2 separate regions of the Pan troglodytes genome follow, and region 1 is linked to region 2. The links are chromatin contacts, called in public HiChIP or PLAC-seq maps. All regions are on one chromosome and are shown on one strand. Each heading gives the region's core, a stretch centred on a gene start, on an enhancer-like site or on the middle of the called end of the contact. The rest is flanking DNA. Distances are from core to core; before and after follow the strand shown. Region 1 holds the start of BCDIN3D (BCDIN3 domain containing RNA methyltransferase). Region 2 holds the start of ASIC1 (acid sensing ion channel subunit 1).

What was found. HiChIP or PLAC-seq counts read pairs in DNA pulled down with a chosen protein or histone mark.
Region 1: a contact with region 2 is called in an H3K4me3 HiChIP or PLAC-seq map of stem cell-derived excitatory neurons, with 15 times the contacts expected there. The contact joins the promoter of BCDIN3D here to the promoter of ASIC1 in region 2. A contact is called at or near these places in 1 of 7 Hi-C or Micro-C datasets (blood) and 1 of 1 datasets of contacts at active chromatin or transcription factors (stem cell-derived excitatory neurons).

Annotation. Positions count from the first base shown.
Region 1 is chr10:46,022,635-46,030,033 of NHGRI_mPanTro3-v2.0_pri, forward strand. It overlaps BCDIN3D (BCDIN3 domain containing RNA methyltransferase), which reads left to right and starts at 2,747. Exons shown (of 2, transcript XM_001157619.8): 1 at 2,747-3,044; 2 at 6,873-7,399. The coding sequence starts at 2,811. It overlaps LOC129136637 (a long non-coding RNA gene), which reads right to left and starts at 4,116. Exons shown (of 3, transcript XR_008538460.2): 1 at 4,029-4,116. LOC134807563 (a long non-coding RNA gene) reads right to left here. Exons shown (of 3, transcript XR_010148309.1): 3 at 4,743-7,399.
Region 2 is chr10:45,812,223-45,819,122 of NHGRI_mPanTro3-v2.0_pri, forward strand. It overlaps ASIC1 (acid sensing ion channel subunit 1), which reads right to left and starts at 2,225. Exons shown (of 13, transcript XM_016923434.4): 1 at 1,905-2,225; 2 at 687-1,064; 3 at 1-61. The coding sequence starts at 1,048.

The sequences.
Region 1 (7,399 bases), core at 1,497-3,996, 210 kb after region 2:
AAAAGACAAATTTGATCCACCAGGCTAAGAAAAGACTGAATTACCTTCCTGGTCTCTCTCTAAAATGATATTATCAAGTGATTGTCATGTGAAGAAGCAATCAAAGAGTATGCAGCCAAAAATGTAAGAAAAAAAGTAATATTCAAGTGTGACTAGCATTTAGTCAATCAAACTATTATAGAATTTTTTTTTTTTTTTTTTTTGAGACGGAGTCTCGCTGTCGCCCAGGCTGGCGTGCAGTGGCACTAGCTCGGCTCACTGCAGGCTCCGCCCCCTGGGGTTCACGCCATTCTCTTGCCTCAGCCTCCCGAGTAGCTGGGACTACAGGCGACCGCCAACTCGCCCGGCTAATTTTTTGTATTTTTAGTAGAGACGGGGTTTCACCGTGTTAGCCAGGATGGTCTCGATCTCCTAACCTCGTGATCCGCCCGCCTCGGCCTCCCAAAGTGCTGGGATTACAGGTGTGAGCCACCGCGCCCAGCCTATAGAAAATTTGTTGTGATGCTTGTAGTAGTCAGCTTTTCAAAATTTGTAATTTGTTGTGATTTCTCATTATAAATAAATATTCACTTTTATACCTGTCTTTATATTTGTAAGTTGGTGGGAGTTTTTCCTTAAAGAGGGCGCCCCTTCTTCCCCTTTCCCTTGGAATTATATATGCATCTCACTCCATAAAACCTGGCTGACCAAAGTGCAGAGTGAGCTCTTAGGTGCTGCTACAGCTATTTAAGGTGCTGGGGCTGGTATTGTCAAGTATTGTCAAGACACCTGTGCTGTTCAGGCTCTGAAAAGTGGTCATAGGTTAGAAAAGTCACCAGAGTGGATCAAATTAAAACACCTCTTTATGAGGTCACCTCTCAGGCATTTTAGATTACCAGTAATGTTACCAGGGCCTATCTTTGCTTCTGGAGGAACCCCAGGGTCAGGAGTTCTTGCCATTCACTGTCCTGGAAGCAAGGTGATTCCAGCTCCTTGAAAATTGTTAATTATTTGTGCTAGCGTCATCTAGTGACAAAAAGAGGTAAGTTCAGCTCAGCTCACCAAAATTTGTCAAAACGGTGCAGCTTTTTCTCCTTTTCTGTAATTGTGCAGAATACTGTGGTTTACTAAATTCCAGAGTGACTTTTATTAACTTATGTCCTCAAATAAGTGAAACTAGAGAAACAGCAGGCCAGATAGAGATGAAAATATAAAGTAAAGGCTGGGCGTGGTGGCTCTCGCCTGTAATCCCAACACTTTGGGAGGCTGAGGTGGGCAGATCACGAGGTCAGGAGTTCGAGACCAGACTGGCCAACATAGTGAAACCCCGTCTCTACTAAAAAATACAAAAACTTAGCCAGGAATGGTGGCGGGTGCCTGTAATTCCAGCTACTTGAGAGGCTGAGGCAGGAGAATCACTTGAACCTGGGAGGCAAAGGTTGCAGTGAGCCGAGATCGTGCCATTGCACTCCAGCCCAGGCAATAGTGTGAGACTCCATCTCAAAAAAAGGAGAAAAGAAAAAGAAAATATACAGTAAAAACTGAGAGGAAAGCAGCGCTTATTTTAACTCCTGATGGTACTGTTTGCAGGAGTCATGCTCCAGTGCCTTATAAGAAGTTTACCGAACTGCCAGCCTCATGGAGCAGGATACCCCTTTAAGATGGGTGGGCCAGGTGCAGGGGTGGGGTTGGGGGTCCTGCACAACTCTGCTGATGCTTGGTTGACCCTGACGGATATTCTGGGCCATCCTGGCTTTTGACTGGAACCTGCTACCTAGGTTGACCCTTCAGTTCCTCTCCTTATCAGCTCTGTTATTTCCAATCTCTGAGTCACATCTTGCCCAACTCCATTTCACTATGTCTCCTTCAGTTGGCATCCTTTCTCCCTTCCATTTAAAGTTTCCCCAAACAGATCTGGCCTTATTGTATCCTCTATTGAGTTTTCATTCAACAACATTTGTTGAGCATCTTTGTGCCAGGCCCATGTTAAGTATAGGAGACTCAAGGCTGAGAATAACACAGCGTTGCAAGCACATCCTCTGGATCCAAACTACCTGGGTTCGAATCCTAGTACCATCATTTCTAACTGTGGGATCTTGGACAAGTTACTTTGTTGTACTCCAGTGTCCTCATCTATATAAAAAGAATAATAATACGGTCATTTTCTCACGGGGTGAGAGGATTGACTAAGGAGCTTACAAGGGTGTCTGGTGCCTGGTAAGCACTCTTTAAGTGCTGGCTCTTAAGGCACGGTCCTTGCCTCTCAAGGAGCTCATGGTCTACAGTTGCCCCTGGGGGACAGGGCTCAGTCGGCTGGCTTCGCAAGTGACCTGCACCTCCTGGCTACCCTTTCCTGAACCGGGTGGAAGTTTTTGAGTCACAGATTCACTGTATGACCCCAGACAAATAAGTTCTCTCGGTCTCACTTTTTGCATTTATAAAGAAAGGAAATTGGACTAAAATTGATTTCCAAGATCCCAACAAACTAGTATACTTGTTCTGGGTCAAGTAGCCCAAGTTTCAAACTATGTCAGCTTGGCCAAGACACTTAGCCCTCAGAAGTTTGTTTCATCCCTGTAAAACGTGGATGATATTGCTAATCCCCTCCCAGTGTTGTGATGAGGGTTCAATAATACAAGGCAAGCCCCAGGCGCTAGCCGGCTCCAGGTATACAGCGAGAGGAAATCAGGACAGCTTTTCTGATTCACCGCAGAATTCTAGCCACCCGCCCTAGCCGTTCGGCGCACGCGCGCTGGCACCACCACCGCCCACGCCGACAGCAGGTTCCCGGCTTCCGGTTCCGCCACGGCCCAGAGGCGGTGTTGAGGCTAATGGCGGTGCCCACGGAACTGGATGGAGGGAGTGTTAAGGAGACCGCAGCGGAAGAGGAATCGCGAGTTCTGGAACCTGGCGCCGCCCCGTTCGGAAATTTTCCTCATTATTCTCGCTTCCACCCTCCGGAGCAACGGCTCCGCCTCCTGCCCCCGGAGCTGCTTCGACAGCTCTTTCCTGAGAGTCCCGAGAACGGGCCGATTCTGGGGCTCGACGTGGGGTGTAACTCCGGGGTGAGTGACAGGGGAGGGATTGGAGCATCCGGAGCCAAGTGGTTGGCTGCCTACACATCCACTGTGGTTTTGGCCTGGGCTAACACCCATCGAAACTTTCCCAAAACGAGTATAAAGCGTGGCTTTGACTGAGCCAGTGCCGCTGCTGCCTGCCCGCCAGGGTTCCACCATCTGTCTTAGGAATCTCTCTTGGAGAGGAGTCCTTGTCGACTACGTTCCCACTTTTCTTTCAGGGCCAGACCCCAGGTGGGAACGGTCCTTGTATCTAGGGTGGCCTCTGTCCAGCGTGCCTGGCGCTTTGGCTGGGGAGATGGGGCTTCCAGAGACACACGTTTGGGAACATGGGGTTAGGTTTGGTTTACTGGGAGAGAAGAGCCAAGGGTGACAGAATCATGCCTGATATTAAGACCCATGTGTGCTATACAGTGCAGGACAGACCCTGGGACCTGCATGTTTATTTCAAAAAAAGTGAGTAGGCCGGGCGCGGTGGCTCACGCCTGTAATCCCAGCACTTTCGGAGGCCGAGGCGGGTGGATCACAAGGTCAGGAGATCGAGACCATCCTGGCTAACACGGTGAAACCCTGTCTCTACTAAAAATACAAAAAATTAGCCGGTCTTGGTGGCGGGCGCCTGTAGTCCAGCTACTCCGGAGGCTGAGGCAGGAGAATGGCGTGAACCCGGGAGGCGGAGCTTGCAGTGAGCCGAGCTAGTGCCACTGCACTCCAGCCTGGGCGACAGAGCGAGACTCCGTCTCAAAAACAAAACAAAACAGTGAGTTGATAGAGTACAGTGGAGAGGATCGAGAAGCAAATAAAGCATTTTGCCCAAGGGAATGGAGAAGGGTGGCACTGCCACTCTTCTTGCTGCAAACTATTCTTAGGCATATGATTATAATCAAACCACATGCAAAATAAGGAAATGTCTCTCCCACACCTATTTGTAGCCACTGGGATATTCTACACTAGCAGGCAGTCTGAACTTACCATGGCAAATGCTTCAAAAGTTAGTACCCTCTCTGCGCTCCCTGCATCACTCCAGTCCAGCATCTGGAGGGCGGGGGACAATTGTTACGTTGCTGTCCTTTTACAGAAGAGACTTTGGGGGACGACTTCAGACCTTGTGGGACTCAGCTGATAGTAGGAAGGGGACATTTGGATACAGTCTCAAAGACTGGAATGAGGAGATGGGTTGATGTCCTGTGTCCCCTGCAAAATTTCTCCGCTGTGATGATACGGGAAGTCAGAGGGTAAAAACAATGGAAAAGAGAGACTGAGGTTAAGGCTTGGGATTTCACGAAAGGCATTAGGAAACCACCAGAGATTTTAAAGTTGAGAGTAGTATACACATGAGAGGTAAAGACATAGTTGGCAGCTAACTAGGGTAGTGGTTCCCAAACCTGGCTGTACGTTTATGGAGCTTTCTGTTTTGCAGTTTTTAAAAAATGCTTTTTCTTGTGGATCTTTGTAGTCAGGAAAGGGGAAAAAAAATGCTTGCACTTGATGAAACAAAAAAATTCAAACTACAAAGGGGTATATAGTAAAAAGTAAGTCTCTACTCCCAACCCTAAATCCTCCTTTTCCCCCACACAGTGGCACTACTGTTCATAATTTCTTAGGTATCAGTCTTGTGTGTATACCAGCATTTATGTACATATAAGTACCCCCCTTTTAGTTTTACAAATGGTAACACACTATTAGTAGCTTTTAATTCTGAGATTATTTATATCACCGCATTCTTTTTTTAGCAGCTTCCTAATGTTTCATTGGATAGATGTACCATAATTTATGGGTGCTTTTTTTTTCAATTTTAAAAACTCTTTTCCCAGCCTGGGCAACATGGCAAAACCCCATCTCTAAAAAAAATTAGCCAGGTGTGGTGGTGGGCATCTGTAGTCCCAGCTACTTAGAGAGCTGAGGAAGGAGGATCGCTTGAACCCAGGAGGTCGAGGCTGCAGTGAGCCTTGATTGTGCCACATACCCCAGCCTGGGTGACGAAGTGAGACCCTGTCTCAAATAAAACAACAACAAAAAACCCAAAAAACTGCTGGGTGCAGTGGCTGACGCCTGTAATCCCAGCATTTTCAGAGACTGACGCTGGTGGATTGCTTGAGCTCGGGAGTTTGAGATCAGCCTGGGCAACATGGCAAAATCTCATCCCTACCAAAAATACAAAAATTAGCTGGGCATGGTGGTGTGCACCTGTGGTTCCAGCTACTCATAAGGCTGAAGTAGGAGGATCTCTGGAGCCTGGGAAGTCAAGGTTGCAGTGATCACACCACTGTACTCCAGCCTGGGAAACAGAGTAAGATCCTGTCTCAAAAATAAATAAATAATAAACATTTTCAGCACCCCACAACTTCCCCTATATGCCTTTTCCTGTTCATAAACCTCTATCTCTACCCAGAGGTAACAACTAGCCTTCTGTTGTTTCCTTGCTTTTCTTTATAGTGTACTGTTTTTCTTCCCTGAATGATGTACTTTAATTTCACCCATTTTTGAGCTTCATGTAAATGGATGCTTGTCATATATTTTCTGTTATGGCTTGCTTTTTTTCTCAACATTATGTATTTGTGAGAATCATCCATGTTGTGCACCAAGCTGGGTGCCTTCATTTTTTAACTGCTATTTAGTATTCTATCTTCATGATTATACCACATTTATTTGTCCATGCCACTATCATTGGACATCTGGGTGGTTTCCATTGTGCATTTTCTTCACCTGCAGAAAAGGCATAAATAAATATTTTCCTCACATGCTTGTTACACCAAGCAAATAAAGTAGTAAACAGAAAAATGCCTTGAAAATACTATGTGGAAAAACACAAATTTGAGTTAGTTATAATGGTTATAGAAATCAAAGAGGCCAGGTGCAGTGGCTCATTCCTATAGTCCCAGCACTTTGGGAGGCCGAGGCAGGTGGATCACTTGAGGTCAGTTAAAGACCAGCCTGGCCAACATGGTGAAACCCTGTCTCTACTAAAAATACAAAAATTAGCTGAGTGTGGTGATGCATGCCTGTAATCCCAGCTACTTAGGAGGCTGAGGCAGGAGAATCGCTTGAACCTGGAAGGCAGAGGTTGCTGAGATCACACCATTGCACTCCAGCCTGGCTGACAGAACCAGACTTTGTCTCAAAAAAAAAAGAATTCAAAGTTAGAGAAAGGAGATGGTGACTTAAGAGTAAAAAAGGTGCTAATGTGGTAAAAATCACAAATCATTGGACTTGTCTAGAAGGTTGTTAGCAGTGACTTTTAGCAATGATGGTTATAGAAGCAGAATGTCTCAGAAGGAGGTGGTGAATCCTAAGACAGTAAAATTGAAGCTTTAGTGAAGGCTGAATGAGGACTTTGGAATCCAGACTTCCCCCACCGCGGGTCTGAGAAGCAGGTTTTTGTAAGATTGTGCTTGCTGTATTCCTCACTTTCCTGGTAAGAGACACTGGTTATGCCTCTGGACCCCTTTCCTCCGCCCTGGGGTCTTGAGATACCCAGAAAAAGAGTGAGTTTATCAGCATATTACCTAAGCTGGGAAATACTGCTGTAGGCTCCTTTGCTGCATCCATTTGGCTGTAACTTTCAGCTATATAACCCAATCTATCATCAGTGTCAGGAAAATATGGGGATGATGCATTACAGCATGTGACCCCTGGAGGGCACTGAGAGCCTACTCTGTAGAAAATTTTTGCACAACCTCTTTAGGTTATGGTTTAGGAACCTCACATCCTATACAGCCAGAGGTAAGTGGCATTCTCAGTGGGAGAATGATACAGATTTCTCTTCCATTCACTGATTGAGAACTGCAGTGACAAAGCTGTTTTGGATTCCTCTAGGATCTGAGTGTGGCTCTATACAAACACTTCCTCTCCCTACCTGACGGGGAGACCTGCTCAGATGCCTCAAGAGAATTCCGTCTCCTCTGCTGCGACATAGATCCAGTCCTGGTGAAGCGAGCCGAAAAAGAATGTCCTTTTCCTGATGCCTTGACTTTTATCACCCTGGACTTCATGAATCAAAGGACCCGGAAGGTTCTCTTGAGCTCTTTCTTAAGCCAATTTGGACGTTCAGTTTTTGACATTGGCTTCTGCATGTCAATAACCATGTGGATTCATCTGAATCATGGAGACCATGGCCTATGGGAGTTCCTGGCCCATCTTTCCTCCCTCTGCCGCTACCTCCTTGTGGAGCCCCAACCCTGGAAGTGTTACCGGGCAGCTGCAAGGCGTCTCCGAAAGCTAGGACTCCATGATTTTGACCACTTCCACTCCCTTGCCATCCGAGGTGACATGCCCAATCAGATTGTGCAGATCTTGACCCAGGATCATGGCATGGAATTAATATGTTGCTTTGGCAACACCAG
Region 2 (6,900 bases), core at 975-3,474:
TTTGTCCTGCAGTATCTCCAGCTGCTTTTCATCTGCCATCTGTGTGTCTGGTATCTCATACCTGGGGTCCGGGGGTGAGTGACACACGGGTCAGTACAGCCATCAGTGTCCTGCACCCAACTTGGGTGATGGGGGCAGCCTCCAGCCCTGGGGATCAGTCCCAGGTGTAGGCAAGGAAGGAGAGCTGGGCAGGCAGAGGCTCTACCACATGGGTCTGAAATGACAGGAGGAACTGTAGTGGCTGCCCAGGGGCAGGGCATCCCAGCACATGGGTGAGAGGAAGCATGGATAAGGTGGGCAGAGAGACAAGGCAGGGGCTGTGGCTTTTATACTGTAGTTTCTACCCTTTAAAGATGTTCTGTCCCAATCCCCCAACTGACGAGAAGGTCAAGACAGAGTGGCCAGAATGAGGGTAAAGCTCACTCCAGAGAGGGTGACAATGTCTCATACCTCAGGCTGGGTGGGGGTCGAGCTGTTCTGGACTATGCTGGGATCGGAGGCTGGGTGCCCTTAACTGGGTGCTCAGCAGCACCCTAACTCCTCTGCTGTGAGTGGCAGGTTTGGGGGTGGGGGTGGGTTAAAGGGCAGGGTTGGCTGGGCTCTATGGTGGGTCAGGGAGGCAGACATCCTGACTGGAACTCAAGCGACTCCAGGAGCAGGGCTGAGGGAGGGTGGGAGCCACCCACCTGTTGTTGAGCAGGGCCAGCAGCTCCCCAGCATGATACAGGTCATTCTTGGAGACTTGGCTAAAGCGGAACTCGTTGAGGTTGCACAGCGTGACAGCAGGGAAGGTAAGCTGAGAGGCAGCCACCTCGTCGAGCTTGGTGACATGGTGGTAGTGGAAGTAGTACTGCACACGCTCGGTGCACACACACAGCAGCACAGCCAGCGAGCCCAGGAAGCACAGGGCCCACAGTGCCCGCTTCAGAGACAGCCGCTCGTAGGAGAAGATGTGGGCCAGGCCGTGCAGCGTGGAGCTGCTGGCGAAGGCCTGGATGCTCACCGGCTGGACGCCACCCACCTCCTCCTCCTCGGCCTTCAGTTCCATCCTTGTCGAGGGGATCCTGGGGGAGGAGGGAGGGACAGTCTGTCATTGTCCTGGGATGAAAGTACACATGGAGCCCCTCCACATGTGCCCATCCAGAATCCTCATCTCCAGAGGTCACCATTCCTCGGGCAGAAGACTTCCCTGCTTTGCAAGCCCAGAGGTGGCTGACCAAGGGACACATCCAGGGTTCCTCCAAATACAGAGGCACAGGGGGTCAGGTCAGGCCAAGAGAATGCTCCCCAGAGAAGCTTCCCAGGCCCGGGGAGACCCCAGATATAGTCATCCGAGGTTGAGGGGGAAGTCCCGATGCACCCATAGGCAGGCGCAGGAGTTCCCTCCAGATGTGGGGTCACTCTGGGACAAGAATATCCACCCCATCCTGGAGATGAAAACTCACCCAGATGGGCTGACCCCGGGGTAAGGAGCTCCTGTCCTGGTCACGGGTATTCCCTGGACGGGGCTGTGGTCCTAAGGGCTAAACTGTGGCCAGAAAACCCCCAGGGAGGTGGCTACATCTAGGGAGGGGCCCAGCCTGAGTCCTCACCTGCGGGTGTCTCCAGTTCTCATATAAGCGCAGGCTGTGTGTATGTTGGGAGTGGGGGGTGGCGGGCTGCCCGAGGTGGATGTATGGAGGGGGGGCGCGGTTCCCTATGACAGCGAGCTGTCCCCGCCCCGGACGCAGCCCCCCCCACCCCCAGTCCAGCTTCTCGTCGCAGTCAGATCCCCAGCTCGGCCCCCGCCCCCCTCCCCAGCCACCGAGCCGCCCCAGCAGCAAGGGAAATCCAGAGGGAGGAGAGTCCCGGCTTCGGGGTACCGAGGAGCCTCGCGGCCAAAGGCAGGGGTATCGGAAACCCACCTGAGGGGGCTTCGGCAAGCCGGCAGCCGGCGGCGGGTCCTGGGGCGCTGGACCGGTCGCGGGCTCAGCGCCGAGTCGCGGAGGGGCTCATGGCCCGGGGCCGGAGCCCGCGGCCGCCGCGGCACGCCGCGCAGAGCCCTGCAGGGAGCGGCCCGCCCGGCCCCGCTCGGCTCCGATCTGTCCGCCCGCCCGCGCGCGCTGGCTCTCTGGCTCGCTCGCCTCGGCTCGGTCTGCCCGGGCTCGGTGCGGTGCGCGGTGCTCTCAGCCCTGGGATCTGCAGGGATCCATCGTCCGGCCGGGAGGCGGCGGGAGGGGAGGGGGAGGGGAGGGGGAGGGGAGAGGGTGCGCGTGCGCGCCTACGAGTGTCTGCGAGGCTGTCTCTGGGCCGGTGTGCGCGCGGGGCCCCGGACCCGGGAGCGGGACCCAGGGCTCCCCGCGCCGCCTCGCCCCTCCTCGCGGCCGCTTTCGGCGGCGCTGCCTCTCTCCAGTCCCGGAGCCGTCTCCCTGCCTGCGAGGCCCTATGGCTTGTGTGTGTGACTCTGTGTGTGGTGTGTGTGCGCGCGCGCGTGTGTGCGCGCAGGAGGGAGGGTGTCTGCCCCTAGCGTCCCCCTCCCCGCGCTGTCTCCTTCGGATCGATGCTCCTGCCTCTTGCTGCTGCTTCCTCTGGTGGCACACACGCGCGTACACACACACATACACACACACACACGCTCCGAGTCACACTTGACTAATTCAAGCACTTAGCCCATATGGAGACAGACACACATACCGACCAGAGTCACACCACACCATTCACAACCACACCCCCACCCCAACAGATGTCCACGTATCCCGGGGGCCTGACCCACATGGCAAGCACTCACCTGCTCTTATCCCTGCTCCCACCTACATGTGACACATATACACGTGCACATATGTGAGCCAACACGCAGCCTTGACCACTCAGATCCCATCCTTGTAGCTTTGGGCTTGTGGGGGGCATGGTCGCAACCCCTTACTGCCAAATCTCCAAAGAAGGAGCAGAGAAAAGGAAGGAAAAATAGCCAGAGGTCAAGGGAATTTGGACAGAAGGAAGGGGGCAAAGGGAGTGAAGGGGACAGGGTGAGGAAGGGTTGGAACGGGGAGCTATGCTCAGGGATGGAGCAGAAGTCTCAGCACAGAACCCAGGCCTGGGGGCTGCTCCTGTGGCTCTCACCTTTCTCCTTCCCTGCCTCCCTCCTCTTCTCTGAGAGGCCTTGGGGAGGGGGGCCCTCCCTATCCAATTAACAGAGAAGGAGCAATCAAGGGGAAGTTGTTAATTTGCTGATGCTCATTAGGGGCTCTTAGCACAGAGGCTGTTGAGGTCTGATGGTGTCAGATGATGAGGAGGAGGGTGCGGGGGACCAGAATTCTGTCTCTAGTGGCTCCTTCGCTCTACTTGCAGGCTGGTGCGGCTCGGGGAGAAGGATGGTGAGAGGTGTATTCCTAGGACATGGTGCCGGGCTTTAAGTTAGAAGAAAACCTGTAACGAGAAGGGGATGGCACACTGGAAAGAAGTTGGATGAGAAGTTGGGAGTAGTGGACATGTAGGAAACCAGAGAAGGGGTCTAGAGGTCCCTAGTGGGAGAGTGGACTTAAGACTGTGGAGGAGGGAGGTCGAGATCCATTTACTAGGGGACTGGACACGGAGCTGCCAAAAGGAAGGGAGGATCTTCCATTCAGGTGTTGGGTTGGGGAGCTGTTCAGCGGTACCAGGCAGTGCTGGAGGGTTGCTATGCCCCCGGGCAGCCACTGGGTGGCAGCCCTCTCCCAGATACTTAGAATCAACTTGTGGGGGGCATTTGAGAGTGGGAAATCACCTGGGAGGGTCCCAGAGACCTGAGGAAGCATCAGGCAGAGTCTGATTCCTGAATTCCAAATATCCTCAGGGGGAGGGGAACACTATCTTGGAGCATCTGTAATTTCCCCACCTCCCCGCGGCTCGCAGGCTGACTGACACGTGGAGCCTCTTCAAATGGCTGCAATTGCTTCAGTCACCTGGGATGTTACTGAGGGAGCAGCGGGGGTGGAGGGAAGGTGATGAGGTGAGGTGGAGGCAGGCGAGGACTGATTGAGGCCAAGGAGCAGCCTCAGGAGGAGTCTGGGGGAAGACAGAAGGTATGAATCAGGAGAATCAGCTTCCAGACCTGGCCCTGCCATTCATTAGCATAGGCAGGCCCCTTGACCTCTCTGGGCCTCGGTTTCCTCATCTGTAAGGCAGAGATAATATTTATTTCACAGGATTTTTCGAGGATTACATGAGCTAATGCATGGAAAGTGCTTAGTACATTGGCATGTACCTAGTAAATCCCAATAAGTAAATAACTATTATTAGTATTAGCATTTGGATCTAGTGGTAAAACCACCAGTGCAGCCAAACCAGGGCAGAATCTGAGGCACTGGTTCTTAACCCAGGCTGCACATTCGAATCACCTGGCGAGCTTTTAAAACTGCAATGCCAGCTGGGCACGTTGGCTCACTCCTGTAATCCCAGCACTTTGGGAGGCTGAGGAGGGTGGATCACCTGAGGTCAGGAGTTTGAGACCAACCTGGCCAACATGGTGAAACCCATCTCTACTAAAAATACAAAAAGTAGCTGGGCGTGGTGGCGGGCACCTGTAATCCCAGCTACTCGAGAGGCTGAGGCAAGAGAATCATTTGAACCCGGGAGGCGGAGGTTGCAGTGAGCCAAGATTGTGCTATTGCACTCTAGCCGGGGCGACAAGAGCGAAACTCCATTTCAAAAAATAAAAATAATAAGATAAAACTGCAATGCCAGCCAGGCGTGGTGGCTCACGCCTGCAATCCCAGCACTTTGGGAGGCCGAGGTGAGTGGATCACCTGAGGTCAGGAGACCAACCTGGCCAACATGGTGAAACCCTGCCTCCACAGAAAATACAAAAATTAGCCAGGTGTGGTGGCACGCACCTGTAATCCCAGCTACTCAGGAGTCTGAGGCAGAAGTGCTTGAACCCGGGAGACAGAGGTTGCAGTGATCGGAGATCGTGCCACTGCACTCTAGCCTGGGCAACAGAGCGAGACTCTGTCTCAGAAAAAAAAAAAAAAACTGCAATGCCAGGGCTCCACTTTAGACCAGTTAAATCAGAATCTCTGGGGCTGTGGTGCGATCTTGGCTCACTGCAAGCTCAGTCTCCTGGGTTCACGCCATTCTCCTGCCTCAGCCTCCCAAGTAGCTGGGACTACAGGCACCCGCCACTACGCCTGGCAAAGTTTTTTGTATTTTTAGTAGAGACCGGGTTTCACCGTGTTAGCCAGGATGGTCTCGATCTCCTGACCTTGTGATCCACCCGTCTCAGCCTCCCAAAGTGCTGGGATTACAGGCGTGAGCCACCACACCTGGCCTTTTTTTTTTTCTTTTCTTTTTTAAGTTGGGGTCTCACCCTGTCGCCCAGGCTGGAGTGCAACGGCACAATCTCGGCTCACTGCAACCTCCGCCTCCCCGGTTCAAGAGGTTCTTCTGCCTCAGCCTCCCGAGTAGCTGGGATTACAGGCGCACACCACGACGCCTGGCTAATTTTTTGTATCTTTTGTAGAGCTGGGGGTTTCACCATGTAGGCTTGAACTCCCGACCTCAGGTGATCCACCCACCTTGGCCTCCCAAAATGCTAGGATTACAGGCATGAGCCACTGCGCCCGGACAATCGCCCAACTCTTTGAGGCCTTTAACATATAGCCAATCTTGAGCAACCTTGCTCTTCAGAACCTATGGGTCTGAATTATGGTTTCATAGTGTCACAGGCCCCAGTCTTAGGAAGTTCTTTCTTATATACAACCTAAATCCCTCATGCTGTTGTTTCTTCTTTGTTTGAGAAGTGATGGGTCCTTGCACACACACATCCCCTCATCCCTACCCTGTACATCGCAGCAAACCTTCACCGAGGGTTTTCCTGGATCAAGCCCCAAGATTGACCCTGTGGACATGGTGAGGATTGGCGGAGTCCTTGCCCTCAAAATATCCCAGTGTGGAAAGAGAGACAAACATGTTGACTTGTGACTCTAGTGCAAGGGCCAGGAGTGAAATAGAAGGCTGAGCCAGGGCTGCCAGCAGAGAGAAGCAGGGGGGCAGTCACTCTGACAGGGGTTTGTGGGACAAGGATGAGGAAAAGAGGAAGTTGGTGTTGGCAGGGCCTTAGTAAGATAACACTTGAGGGATCCAAGGGCTGTGATTAGTGTCTCATTACTTCTTTCTGCTTCTCTGGCCCACCCACCCCTTGTCCAAGTCCTGACAGAGGATACTGGCTCCTTCAGCATCCTCCCAGCTTCTTCTCCATGCTTCGTTTTCTCTGGCCCCTGCAGTCCTTAGACCTCAGTACCCTTTATCCCCACCACGGACTGAGAGGGAAACAGGCGTGAAGATATTTCTCCTTCTGCTGGCAGGAGGCATCTAGCCAGGGCCCACTTAGGACTTTGGCCTTGTGCTCACCTAGGTTCAAATCTCAGCTCTGTCACACCAGTGCTGTGTGGCCCTGGGCAAGTAACCTAGCCTGAGTCTCACTTTTCTCCAGAAACCATAAAACCTAGCTAATGCCCATGCTGTTGAAACAATGTGTGTCTAGCAAACAGTAGGGGGTGTTCCATCAATAGTGGCAAGCATTATGATCATCCCTGAAAGGCTGATGGGGGCAAATTCCCCATGGATGCTTCCCTTGCAGATGGCCCCATCTGCTTTAGGTGCAGAAGCGCCCTCCAGCCTCTCAGAGATGGGTGAAGAGGGAGGGTAAAGAGGGGGACAAGACCCCCTGGGATTTCCAGGCAGCTCTTCTCCGCTCCCCCGTGCGTGAAATCACACGCGCCCCAATCTGTCTGCATCCACTTCATCTGCCGGCTCAGCAAATGCAGAGACAATTAAGGAGTTAATTAGCACGCATTGGGAAGGGACTGGGGACCTAAGGCTGATGGGACCCAGCAACACGGCCTCCCCACCCTCCATACTCAACGTTGTCCCCCCACCACCTGC